Linked DNA regions of Sus scrofa: regions 1, 3 and 4 are each linked to region 2. A link is a contact called in public Hi-C data. All regions are on one chromosome and are shown on one strand. Each heading gives the region's core, a stretch centred on a gene start, on an enhancer-like site or on the middle of the called end of the contact. The rest is flanking DNA. Distances are from core to core; before and after follow the strand shown.

Region 1 (3,174 bases), core at 468-2,967, 180 kb after region 2:
GAGAAAGTGGTGATTAGGGAAGGCTTCCTGTAGAAGGCAGCCTGAATTAGAGCAAGGATGTCAAGAAGTATTTACTGAGTAGCTACTGTGTGTCAAGTCCTGGCTTTAACAGATAGGAAGGTAAGCTTTTCTCAAGAAAGGAGAAAAATAACCCATTTGTTTATTCTACTGACAAATATTTATCGTGCAGTGGCACCAGGAATACAACCATCAACATGATAGATGTAGTCCCATCAAAGAACTTACAATTTCAGGGAATACACAGGAAAAAAAAAAAAAAAGATTACCGATAGATGAAAGTGAAATCAAGAAAATGAAGAGTGTTAGTATGGGGCTGGGATGAGCCAATTTTCCCTATAGGTGGTCAGTAAAGGCCTCTCTGAAGAGGCAAGGTTTAAGCTGAAGCCTAAAAGGTAAGAAGGAGGCAGTCACGGAAAAACAGGGAGGAAATGGAACAGTATCTGCAGAAGCTGTTGGTGTGTTTAAAGCATTTCAAGAAGACAGGTGCGACTGCAACACAGCAAGCTGGAAGAAGAGTGATAGATGAGGTTGGTGGGGCAGCCAGGAACCAAGCATGCAAAGCCTTGAGAAAGTTGGATTGCACATCCAAGTACCATGGGAATCCGCTGAGGAGTTTGAGGTAAGGGAGACAAATAATCATATGGTAAATGAATGGGCGCCCAAGGAGGGTGGGCAGTAATACCAGCTAGGAGGTCTTTTCTGTGAGGAAGTGGCTGTGAGCTCAAAGATGAAGAGACACAAAAGCAGTGGCAGGGAAGAAGGAAAGGTATTCTGCAAGACACACGGACTGGCAGGGGCGGTGGGAGCCGCTGAAGACCATTTGAGCCACTTAGCAAATCCTGCTGAGTGGGGAGCCAAGGCCAGTTTACAAACAGAGACATTAGAGGTGGGTTTCAGAAAAAAAGCTTTCTGGGGAGGAAAGCATAGTTAATTTCATTCAGTATTTTACAAGGTGCTCCAGTAGCAGATAAAGGATGGATTAAAGCACGGACTGGAAACCAGTGGGTAGGTGTTGGAGATGCTCTGTAAAGAAAAGGGGGAAAACTGTGAGGTCAAGGACAGATCCAGCAGGGCTTGGTTTCCCCAGGCAGGAGGTATTTCAGGCTCTTTCATAGTATGATCTCTCAAAAGGGTGAGACTCCTAGGACTGCAGGAATAAATGGAAGAGCAAATGGTAGTTTTTATCAGGGCAAGGTTTGGGCAAGTAACTTCAGCTCTCCGAGCAGTAGTTTCCCTGGGGATTTTGAGGAGAGATGGAGAAGGGAGAGTGGCCGGAGGCTAGGCTCAAGCCAGGAGACCTGTTATTATCCTGGACGGCCGGGTGGTGGTGAGGGGAGCTGTGTCAGCTCGTGGGCCTCGCTGCTTGTGGGGAAGCACAGAGAGCCCGGAGAAAAGCAAGGCTCCCACGATGAGAGCTGAGGGGTGGTTCAAGTCTGGTTTCAGCCCTTAAGAGCCACCGAAGGGGCTGGTCAACCTGCAGCAGCCCTGTGCAGTCGGCAAGCGACTGGGATTGTGGGCCCAGCTAGTAGGCTAGAAAACAGAGGCTCAGTGAGGCGCGGCAACCTTTCGGTGGGACGCAATTCATTTGTGCCACTATGGGGCTTGGGAGCCGACACCAAAGCCTCCACTCTGGGCCCTGCACACCTAGCTGCCAGGCTGAGAACTACAACTCCCAGAAGGCCATTCTCCAAGAGAACAGAACCGGAAGTGAAGTCGGAGGCGGGGCCTGAAGGCGCCGCTGCCTCTGCGTTAAGGTGAAGGGTTCAGGTATGCGTCGGGCTTGTTGCGGTAAGGGTGGGGGTCCGGCCTGGGGCTGCTTCTGTTTCGCGGGCAGGGCATTCGCCCGGAAAGCCAGGGCCTGCGCAGCAATCGTGTGACATTATTTTCTCTACCTTTCTTGGTACTTCCTTCCTGCTTTCCGTAGCCCTCGAAGCCTATGGGCCAGACGGGGCCTACACGCGGGGTACTGTTGAACCCAGAGTCAGGGTGTTCTAGTGCTGAAAGGTGCCAGAGGAGTGGAGCCGCCTTTAGTGGCTAAAACAGAATGAGAAGATGAGAGAAGCATGCAGAGTTTGGTCCATCACTTAGCGCCCAGGAATATGCTCATCAGGTGGGACTTGGGTTATAAAGTTGTGAGGCCTCTATCAACTTAGAGATAGAGGTGGAGTGGAGAATTTATTAATTTGGCAAGTCTTTATTGGTTGTCTGTTATGTATGACGCTCATTTCCAGGCATAGAGGATATAGTGAACAAAGCGAACAGAACACCTGCTGACATTATAGGCACGGGAAAGTTCAGGCAGAAAATTAAGTAAAATATGTGCCATGTTGGTTAGTGAAAATCTGAATTAAGTGAGGAAGATAATCATAAGTTATCTCCTGCCAACCACACACAGAAACTTGTTGCGCTATGCTTTTTTTGTTTTGTTTTTTGTTTGTTTGTTTTGTCTTTTTGCTATTTCTTTGGCTGCTCCCGCGGCATATGGAGGTTCCCAGGCTAGGGGTCTAATCAGAGCTGTGGCCGCCAGCCTACGCCAGAGCCACAGCATCGCAGGATCTGAGCCGCGTCTGCAACCTACACCACAGCTCACGGCAACGCCGGATCGTTAACCCACTGAGCAAGGGCAGGGACCGAACCCGCAACCTCATGGTTCCTAGTCGGATTCGTTAACCACTGCGCCACGACGGGAACTCCTGCGCTATGCTTTTAAAATCTTGGCATTTTGGAGTTCCCGTTGTGGTTCAGCAGAAATGATTATGACTAGGATCCATGAGGATTCAGGTTCGATCCCTGGCCTTGCTCAGTGGGTTAAGGATCTGGCATTGTGGTGAGCTGTGGTGTAGATGCAGCTTGGATCCAGTGTTGCTGTGGCTGTGGTGTAGACCAGTGGCTACGGCTCCAATTCGACCCCTAGCCTGGGAGCCTTCATATACCATGGATCCGACCCTAAAAAGACAAAAAAAACAAACAAAAAATTTTGGCATTTTGGAGTTCCCCTTGTGGTTAAGTCTCAGTGAGGATGTGAGTTTGAACCGTGGCCTGGCTCAGTGGGTTAAGGATCCTGCGGAGGGGCATAGATGGAAGATGCAGTTTGGATCTGGCTCTGCTATGGCTCTAATTTGACCCGTAACCTGGGAACTTACCTATGCCACA
Region 2 (3,288 bases), core at 570-3,069:
TATTTATATGAAATGTCCAGAATTGGAAAATCCCTAAAGACAAAAAATGGGAATGATCAGTAATGACATGGTGTTTCTTTCAGAGGGAAATAAAATGTTCTAAAATAGATTGTAGTGATGGCTGCACAACTCTGACTACACTAGCAACCAATAAATTGTACACTTTGAGTGACTTGTATAACATGCATATTGTATCAATTTAAAAATCATAAGGAACAGTATTCTGTATTTTTTTTTAAAAAAACAACTCATATCGAATACAAAGGTCATTGAAAAGAAGCAAATATTTTACCGGCAGCTAAGTCAACCAAAAAAAGAGGAAGAAATAAATTGGGAGTTGTAAAAAGCTGTTGGAGCTGGACAATCTGAGGTGGCCTGTTCACCAGGGCTCCCTCTTCCGGGGAAGCACAGTATTACCACAGACAGCGAAGGGGGCAGATTAAGGGGACAAGACTTTAGGGAGTTCTGGCCCTAGGCCCAAAAGGAGCCCTCTACAAGATGACCTTAGTATGACCTTCATTTATTTGAATCGTCTCTTCCTCTTCATCAAGGACCTACTAACATACAGCAAGGAACAAGGAAAAGAACACTGAACTGAAAATGAGACGGAGGGGCAAAGTGCTTCTCAAATTCCTATCAGTAAAACTAGAAAACTGATCTATAAAACTGCATCCAGATCTAATATTGTGTGCTGGTAATTCTGATAATTTGCGTAAGTGCCCTCTAAATGTGGAGTTCTTATTTGCAAAGTGGACAGAGATTTATGTCCTGCCTCTCCCAGGGCTATTGTGAAGATCAGGCAGTGCAAATAGTTTCTATCAAAAATAAAATCGAATAAACTCTCAGGTATTATCATCAGTCCTATTAGGAAGTTTCCACTGTGGCCCAGTGATTAACACATCGGGTTTGTTTCTGTGGAGGCGCGGTTCCAGCCCCGGTCCAGAGCAGTTGTTAAGGATCCGGCTGTTACTGCAGCCGTGGCATAGGCTGCAGCTCTGGCTCAGATTAGATTCCTAGCCGGGTAACTTCCATATGCCTCTGTGTGGCCAAGAGAAAAAAAAATTAATCCTATTAACTCATACTCTTTTTTCGTCATTCTTTTAAAATAGCAATTATTTACTCCGCCCTCCATACAAATAAAAGGAACAAAACCTTTTGGATTTCAGAGGTCAGCAATAATGGAAGGAAACTTGGCAGCGAGTAAAGAATTCTGGATTCTAGGTCAAGATCATTCACCAAATCGCTGAGTGACCTTGAGCCTGCCATTTATCCACTCTAGACACAAGTTTTTCTGTGTGCAAAACGAGGTAGCTGCTCTGGGAGATAACCCTTGAGGCGCTTTCATTTCAAACGGTCGGGCTGGGTGATTACCCTGGACCGTGATTCAACCTCGAGGTCCAGGTCGCCGCGTGCCCTAAAACACTCCAGCCCTCACAAGCAGATCCTAACCGCGTCGCGCATGCGCCCGCTGCCCTCGACGTGCACGTCCCTTGCGCCCAGCGACCGCTTAGTTTAGTTCAAGGCCCCCAAAGGCCAATGGGATCAAAGTTGGAGGGCAGTGTCCGCGAGCTCCCTGTTAGTTTCACGGCCACAGCCTGAAAGGACACTCACTGACTCGCAGCAGGGCCACATAGATGAGGAAGTTCCGTATGGAAGAGATCACATCCTCACGCATCTTCCGTTTCATCTCCTCAGGGTCCAGCTTCGGCGCGAGGCCCTCGATCCGGAACATCGCGGCTCTGCCTCACCAATTCCAGTGGTCGCGCTCTGCAATTCTCAGCTTCCGTGTGGCGCCCGGAACTCGACCCAATCCCATTTCCTGTTCCCGCCCCTCGTTTTCGACTCCTGCGACGGGAGCCTGCGAAGGACAAAATTCATCCTTACATTGACTTGTTCTGAAGGAGGGCGGCCTGAAGGGGGCACACGCCATCTTAGCGACGCGCGACTCGGGTTCCTGCAGGCTCCTGTCTTGAGCCCCGCGCGTGGAGCGGCAAAGTGGTTTTGCGCCTCGGAGGGGGAGGTGCACTTAGGTACCATCTTAAATAATAATAGTTAGCATTTATTAAATACGCAGTACATTTCTACTCATGAATTCGATATTATTATTTTCATTTTCTAGATAAGAAAATTAAAGCACAGAGATCTTTAAAACAACTTGCCCAGATAGTGTTTAAAATACCTCAGGGGGAAAAAAAAGGGTTGGGAAAGAGAGATGAAAGGATATTAGCAAAATATTGAAAATAACTTAGGTGGTGATTAGTGTATCATTTCAGTTAATTATTCCAGTCTTTTATTATGAATAATTTTGAACTTTTTAATGATGAGCTAAAATAAAAAGACAAAGATGATGACATTTGCTCAAGGTACACAACTAGTCAATTCTGAGCAGGGTTGTGTACCTAGTTAGACCAGTAGGGTCCCAGACACATAGTTTTTAACATTTTACGTTTTATTATTGTCATCTCATTTTCAGTGTTAACTGATCATCACAAATTACAGTATTGGCCCAGTGATACAGTGTATATAAATCAAGTTTAGATCTGTTCAACATTCTACAGATAAGGACAGAGAGGTTTAGAAACCCAGTGTAATTCCTAAAGTCTTTCTACTAATGATGGGCAGAGGCAGGGTTCTAATGCAAATAATTATAATATTAAATTGAATTCTCTTTCCCCTGCACCCTTTTGTTCCTCTGTTAGTCTTTATTAGCTATTAGTGCCTGCTTGGATGGGCATCTCTGGAAGCAGAAGGTAGGAATTTAATGCAACCAGATTTCCTGTCACGGAATGATCAAAACAGTTGTTAGAAGGCTGCTGCCCCAAATTATGCATGCCAACTAGCCATATATAATTCTCAGACACGAACCAGATGACTGACTTGCTCACATAATTCAAGACCAGAATGCTCCTTCTAGACTGTACATTGCATAGCAACAATGGATTTTAGATAAATTTGAACAGTAATTTACTATGGAAGCAACAGATAACTCTTAAATCTTGCTCTTCCCCCCCCCCCAACCCCCTGCCTTCCTGATTGACAGAATGTAACACATTGAGTCAAGAAAGGGAACTCATTTGCTTATTCAGGCTTTAGTAACCTCTTGCATCTATAATTCATGCAGTGGAATAGCAGAGGCAGCCCTGGAGTGGGAGGGGCTGATTCCCAAGGAATGGCTCCATCTAACCCTTGGAGAGCGTTTAGAAAGCCTGCACTGATGGTGGAAAGCAGTGGGGGCTGCGGAAAGAACCTGAAAAAGGAGGTGGGGGGAATGAAAGTATGTTTCTTTAG
Region 3 (3,168 bases), core at 358-2,857, 190 kb before region 2:
GGAGCCAGCACAGCTGAGGGAGGCCTGGGGCCCTCCCACGTGTCCTGATCTTGCTTCAGCATCTGCATCTCTGACCAACTGCTATCCCCAGGTGTGGGTTTTCCTTGAATGTGTTACTATTTTTTTTTTTTTTGAGTGTGTTACTATTTATCAAACACCCATGACCTGTGTTACCTTGTGTGGTTAGGCCATTCAAGATAGCTGTTCTCTCTCTCATTTTTTTTCTTTTTTTCTTTTTCTTTTTAGCGCTGCACCTGTGGCATATGGAGGTTCCCAGGCTAGGTGTCCAATCAGAGCTACAGCTGCCAGCCTACACCACAGCCACGGCAACACAGGATCTGAGCCGTGTCTGCAACCTACCCCACAGCTCACAGCAACGCCGGATCCTTAACCCACTGAGTGAGGCCAGGGATTGAACCCGCAACCTCATGTTTCCTGGTCGGATTTGTTTATGCTGCACCACAACTGGAACTCCAGGGTGGCTGTTCTCTTGCTCTCTGTGTGGCCCCTGCTCAACCAGTTCCTGCTTCACTTACATGACTATCCAATCCTCTTAATTATAGGGCTTAATTAGCCCCTGGTAACTGATGAGCCCACCTGATGTCAGGCCCCCTGTAAATGGTTGCCTCCTTCTCCCTTAAGCAGCAAAAATTGCTGCCATGTCCTGCCTGCTGTCTGCTTGATGGGGCGTTGCTCCAGATCCCCTGTCTAATAAACCATTGATGTCTCTGTCTCTAGGCTCTTTCTTTGGTTTCAGGGCTGGACAACTACAAGGCTTGCAGGCCCGTGGGGTGCAGCCCAGCACACCTGCTGTTGTAAGCACTACACATTGTCATCCTCTCAACAAGCCAAGTGTTAGGTACCTACTATTATCCCCATTTTATGATGAGGAAGCTGAGGCATGCACAAATTTAACCACTTGTCCTTAGTGGGTGGCAGGGCTCAGTGCTTGCTGAATACCTAACATGACCCAGGACCCATGCAAACGTTGCTTGCACAACTGCTAGCTTCTTGTAGGGAACTGCACCAAGTGTTAAAGAGGTCTTTCGGGGATTCAGATGGCCCTGGGCCAGGCTCCTGTGTGTGCACAGTAGGCCGAACTCAGAGCCTAGTCTGCGTGTCCAAAGACCCCTGCCTAGAACAGTGTGACCATGGTGGAACAGAGAAGATGGTCAAGGCACTGACGCCCTGGGAATGGGGGTGGTCCCTGACTGCCTCCCCCTCAGGTGGCAGACTCTGACAGCTGTAGGCACCTTTACGGCATCCACACACGTTCACACAAGACTCTCCCCCGGATGCCCCTTTGCCGATACCAACCCCCAATCCATGGCCCGCAAGTCCTAAACCTCTGGGGCAGTGGGTACTCAGAGGTAGGTCCTGGAGCCAAGGGCCTGAGCCTGGGACGAGCCCCAGAACCAGTCTAGGTTTCAGGAAGTCTTGATCACACACACACACACACACACACACACACACACACACAAGGCGCACACTCGGAACCCTGTTTACCCCACACTTAGACACATTGCCACGTCCACTCCCAGTCTGCAGCACAACAATCCCACACGCCCCCACGTGCCCCCGCCCGCTCCAGGCCCGGCCCCGCCCCCCCGAGGCCCCGCCCCCTCCCGCCCCGCTTCCGGTCCGCGGGATCTGGGCCCAGAATCCGGCGGCTCCTGGGTGCATGAGGCGAGTGAGACTCATGAAGGTGTTTGTCACGCGCAGGATCCCCCCGGAGGGCAGCGCTACGCTCGCCCGCGCCGCAGAGTAAGAGGCTGGCGTCCCTGCCCCGCACCGCGCGCCGAGTCCTCTCCTGCCGGGCGCGCGGCCTGCGGGTGGTGGGAAGGGGCTGCGGAGCCCAGGGGAACTGTTCTGGGACCCGGGGCACTGCTCTGGGACTTTGGGCGCTCGGCACGCGGGGTGACTCAGCGTCTCCCGCGCCTCCCGAGGCCCGGGTTATTTTTGGTGGGGTGGACTGGACGGTCCTTGAGGTCAGAGAGCACCCGGGACCCTGCACTTGGGCCGTGGCCAGACTTTGCAACCTGTGCCCAGCTGGAACAGGTTGGAGTTTGGGGAAGCTTTACCTAGGCCTTTGCAGTGACTCTGAGACCTGCAGTTCCCCTGGCGCTTGCAGTGGGGGTGGGGGACAGGGTTGGATCCCTTCCCAGTCGTGGGCCTGGGGAGAGGAAGGTCCAGGCTGTTTGTTAATCCTTTACTCTCCGAGCTCATTTGGCCCTATCAGGGACCTTGGCAGTCCCTGGCCTGGTACCTTTGAACGGCTGTCAGGGGGCCTGTGGTGGTATGTTTTACATTGAGCCAGGCATGGGAGCCTCACTGGGTGCTTCAGGTACGTAAACTCTTAATCCTTCAACACTGTGAAGTCAGTGCTGTAATGCTCATCTTACAGATGTGAAAACTGGAAGAGATGAAGCACCTTGTCCAGAGTCACACAGCTCTGTACGAGGCACAGCTGGGATTTGAACGCAGCTTTTTCTTGTTGCTTTTTAGGGCCGCACCTTTGGCATATGGAGGTTCCCAGGCTAGAGGTTGAATCAGAGCTACAGCTGCTGGCCCACACCACTGCCACGGGAACGCCGGATCCGAGCCATGTCTGTGACCTACACCACAGCTCACAGCAATGCCGGATCCCTGACCCACTGAGCGAGGCCAGGGATCGAACCTGCATCCTCATGGATACTAGTCGGATTCATTTCCACTGTGCCACGAAGGAGACTCCTGAACTCAGCTCTTTCTACATTAGAAAGGTTTGCCCTGCCTGTGTCAAGCAGGGAGAAGGTGGAACCTAGCCTCAGAAACCAGCGCTAGGGGAAAATGAGATTTGTTTACTTCATTCAATACAATAAAACCTTTGCTGTGGATTTGCCATGTGCCAAGCATTGAGGAGGATGAGGAGAGGGCAAGAATAACAATGGCGCTAAGGGCAGCGATACCGCTGTGCCACTGTGGAAAAAGAGGGTGAAAGGAGGCCTGTGTCTGGGGCTTAGGCATGGAGGTGCTGCAGCAGGGCTTTCTGGGAAGTGCCAGTGGCTTTGTCTTGCACATAGAGATGCTTCATATGTGTTGGCTGCAGTGAATTAAATGTCAAGGGCCAGGAGGCTGGGCAGCACTGCCGGGAAATATGCCCAGTGCCCACCAGCCACCATGGAAGCT
Region 4 (3,550 bases), core at 561-3,060, 230 kb after region 2:
AAAAAAGAGGAGGAAAAAATGAATTTTATTTAACTTACTGAGAAAGTTGGTAACATTGGTGAATAAATCATGGTCAAGGTTTTGTAGACAAAAAAAATTTTAGCCATTGACCATAACTTGGGAATCAAGCAGAGGGCGTTTATTAAGTAATTGTTGCAGTTAGAAGTTATAGGCCGCTAAGGGACATTATTTGTTAATTATAAAACAGACACCTATCCCTTACATGGGGAATATCTTCAAAGGAGTAGCTGCCTTGATCTCTGAACACAGGATGCTTGCTTCTTTCTCATTTTTCAGTCAGCTCATGGAAAGGAGAGCTGAGTAACTACTAACGTTACTGGTTGGAGGACTTGCTAAATGATTAGCCCTCTTTGAATCTCATTCCTTTCCTCCAGAGATCCTTCGGACTATCCTAAACAGTCATCAAATGGGAGCTTTCTATAACTCAGTTCTTGATCAATGCCTAGAAGGGTTGTCAGTTCTTCTACCTTCCTCTTTTTGTACCTCAAGCTTCCCTTTACTGAAGATCCTCCTTCCCTCCCCAACAAACACCCCAGTTCCAGTCAATCTTTTTCTGAAAACGACTTCTATGTATTTATCTTCAACATAAGTGATGAATAGCCTTGCATCTGTTATGCCCTTCATGCCTTGCTTGGCAGATATAAACAGGATTTATCCTAGGCTCCACTGCTTGTGGGGTTAAGTTGATTCAGGTCTCCAGCTTCCCTCAGTGATTCCTGGATGGACAGGTGTTCCTTCCTGCAGAGAGTAAGGCTTTGACCTTGATAAAATCTTTTTTTTTCCCCCTCAGGTTCTATTATTTATTTATTTCCTTTTTCTTTTTAAGGGTGCACCTGTGGCTTATGGAACTTCCTAGGCTAGGGACTGAATCAGAGCTGCAGCTGGCAGCCTGTGCCATAACCAGGGCAACACCCCAGATCGGAGCCTCGCCTGTGGCCTACGCTGCAGCTTGCAGCAACTCCAAATCCTTAACCCATTGAGTGAGGCTAGGGATTGAACCCCATCCTCACAGACACTATGTCAGGTTCTTAACCTGCTAAGCCACAACTGGAACACCTATTATTTTTTAAAATTTAATTTTATTGGAGTATAGTTGACTTAAAATGTTGTACTAGTCTCAGGAGTACAGAAGTCTTAACCTATTAGATCAAGTACCTGGGAGTTGGGCAGATCTCCAGAGCACTAGTAGGCCCCGTTTTTCCGGCACTGTACAGACCACGGTTTTTTGTTTTGTTTTGTTTTTTGGATAATACTCGTGGCATGTGGAAGTTCCCAGGTCAAGGACTGAACAAGCCACAACAGTGACAACACCGGATCCCTGACCCACTGAACCACCAGGGAATGCCACAAACCAGAGCTTTTTAATGTAGACGTTAACCTGAGTCCCTAGAGTCCCAGGCTCAGTAGGTAGTACACCATGGCACCTAGAGTGTGTGATTAGCACATAATATGGTCCTCTTTTCCCTTCGCTGGTCTCAGTGTAAAGCAGGGATGTTTAATAAACAGTACATAAGCATACCCGGCCTCTTAGACTGACTAGTTTGACAACCTGTCATTGACAACAGCATACTCACAGTGTCGCACGCTGTGCCCAGATCTTAACGCTACCCCCATGCAGCCCAGGCCCTGGGCATCCTCAGCTGCGCGCACACAACAGATAGTCATTCCCGATCTCCAATGGCAGGTCGGCTGCACCCGCAGTGGCCAGGTGTTCCCACTTTCTTGGTCCCCGGCGGATGACCGCCGAGGGGCGGTGCGCGTTTCCCAGCCGGCAGAGTTAGGCAGCTGCACGCCGGAAGTGGCGGCAGGAGCGGGAGCGCTGAGGTGTCGGCCGGCAGGGCAGTGGCCCGGGGCGGGGGGCGCTGGTCATGTTTCCCTTCGGGCCGGGTAGCCCCGGAGGGGACGAGGCGGCCGGGGCCAGGGCTGAGGAGCCGGCACCGCACGGGAGGCAGGGGGCAGCCGCCGGCCCGCTCCCTTCCCCTCCCGCGCCCCCTCAGCCGGGGGCTGACGCCGCCCCTCCCCCATCGCCCTGCGGGAGCCCTCCCCGCCCGTGCGCCCCCTCGCTGCTCCCAGCCGGGCGCGCTGGGGAGCTCCGGCAGCCCGGAGCTCTAGAGTCCTCAGCCGCTTCCGCCCCGGGAGAGCCGTCACCGCCCTCCCCGCCCCGCCGGCGACCCGGGCCAGACTGCCGGGCTGGACGCCGGTACAGCCTCGGCGCCGTCCTGGGGGTTCCTGGCGCCCGGCTGTTCGGGTGGCTGAGAGAGCGCAGCCTGGGCCGCGGGCTGTTCGTGGACCCGGCGCGGGACAATTTCCGCACCATGACTAACCTCTATGGTTCCATCCATCCCGCGGACTCGGTATACCTCAGCACCCGCACCCACGGGGCGGTCTTCAATCTCGAGTACTCTCCCGACGGGTAAGCGCAGCCCCTCGGAGGGTGGAGGCCCGCCTCGCCTGGCGCGGCTGCAGGTGGGCCGCTGCCCGGGTCCCGCTGGCTCGACCCGAGCTGGGGTTTGGGAGTCCGTTTAGGGCAGCCGGCCTTCGTGCCTCTGGCTCTTTGTGAAGCGCTGTATCGCTTTTGAAGGCCTCATCCAGCCCCTGGAGGTAGGTGAGCCCGTGCTGTTTGCTCACCTTCAGGACCAGAGCTCTGTGAAGGAGTGGTGCCTAAAGCCCCTCATCACATCTGTCAGAGCCAGTCCAGAACTAGGGTTTTCTGGTGTACCATAGATGCTTGGTAAACACACTTTGGATAAATGCCCATTCTTTCCCTGTCACCCTACCTAGGCTTGTTTCTTTCCTATCTAAATAAGCTTGATCAAGGCTAAGGGAGTCTGCAGACTCCCTGTACCCTGTGCCTGACTTGCCCTGGGGAGACAAGTCCGGTTTTCTTCGTTCCTTTGCTCCAGTAAGATACTAAGACGCTGCAGAGAGGTGTTTTGTGGGGCATCTGTGAAGTTCTGAGGCTAGACCGCATGCTTCTGTTAAGGGTATACAGCCTTTTTCCTGGCTAATTAGATATTCCGTGTTTGGCCTTGGTTTACTTTGAGCTATAGGGAATTTTCAAAGTGATAAATATTTTTTAAATCGTTTTGTGAGTACGTGGACAAGTTCAACAGCAAACAAAGGGGAAAAAAATTCACACATTTCCACCATGAGAGAACATAGATAATACAACCTTTACCTGATCAAGTCTTCTGGATTCCTAATCATTTCCTTCTTTGTTCATTCATTCGTTCCCTCATGCAGCAAGTATTTATTGAGCACTCACTGTGTTCCACAGGCAGAGGTGGCATTGGTGAACAAACCAGTAAAGGCACCGCTTTCCTTGGACTTGGGACCTATTGATTCAACTAGATATTAATAAACATACTAAGAAATTTTATAATATATATATTTTTTAATTGAGGTGAAAGCTTGAAAGAACCTGTTGTGGACCAGGGTGTTCAGGGTTTCCTTAAGAAAGTGACACTCAACCAAGATTAAAAAAATGAGTAGATGAGTCAAGATAGTGTTGAGGAGGGGATAGAAATAT

The links. Hi-C and Micro-C count contacts between places; a contact is called where the count stands out from the background.
Region 1: a contact with region 2 is called in a Hi-C map of mesenteric adipose tissue, with 2.0 times the contacts expected there. The contact joins the promoter of TRMT10B here to the promoter of TOMM5 in region 2. A contact is called at or near these places in 1 of 5 promoter capture datasets (liver), 3 of 47 Hi-C or Micro-C datasets (brain, heart right ventricle and mesenteric adipose tissue) and 1 of 2 datasets of contacts at active chromatin or transcription factors (alveolar macrophages).
Region 3: a Hi-C map of skeletal muscle shows a contact between it and region 2, with 5 times the contacts expected there. The contact joins the promoter of GRHPR here to the promoter of TOMM5 in region 2. A contact is called at or near these places in 3 of 47 Hi-C or Micro-C datasets (embryonic fibroblasts and skeletal muscle).
Region 4: a contact with region 2 is called in a Hi-C map of liver, with 10 times the contacts expected there. The contact joins the promoter of DCAF10 here to the promoter of TOMM5 in region 2. A contact is called at or near these places in 1 of 5 promoter capture datasets (liver), 4 of 47 Hi-C or Micro-C datasets (heart right ventricle, liver and skeletal muscle) and 2 of 2 datasets of contacts at active chromatin or transcription factors (alveolar macrophages and skeletal muscle).

The regions. Positions count from the first base shown.
Region 1 is chr1:238,514,325-238,517,498 of Sscrofa11.1, forward strand. TRMT10B (tRNA methyltransferase 10 homolog B) reads left to right here and starts at 1,718. Exons shown (of 9, transcript XM_001928975.4): 1 at 1,718-1,788.
Region 2 is chr1:238,331,247-238,334,534 of Sscrofa11.1, forward strand. TOMM5 (mitochondrial import receptor subunit TOM5 homolog) reads right to left here and starts at 1,820. Exons shown (of 2, transcript XM_003122021.5): 1 at 1,612-1,820. The coding sequence starts at 1,732. LOC102165621 (a long non-coding RNA gene) reads left to right here and starts at 1,939. Exons shown (of 3, transcript XR_301353.3): 1 at 1,939-2,030.
Region 3 is chr1:238,138,157-238,141,324 of Sscrofa11.1, forward strand. It overlaps GRHPR (glyoxylate reductase/hydroxypyruvate reductase), which reads left to right and starts at 1,608. Exons shown (of 9, transcript XM_021066121.1): 1 at 1,608-1,764. The coding sequence starts at 1,682.
Region 4 is chr1:238,565,803-238,569,352 of Sscrofa11.1, forward strand. DCAF10 (DDB1- and CUL4-associated factor 10) reads left to right here and starts at 1,811. Exons shown (of 8, transcript XR_002336817.1): 1 at 1,811-2,434. LOC102166243 (a long non-coding RNA gene) reads right to left here and starts at 1,748. Exons shown (of 3, transcript XR_001306523.2): 1 at 1,596-1,748.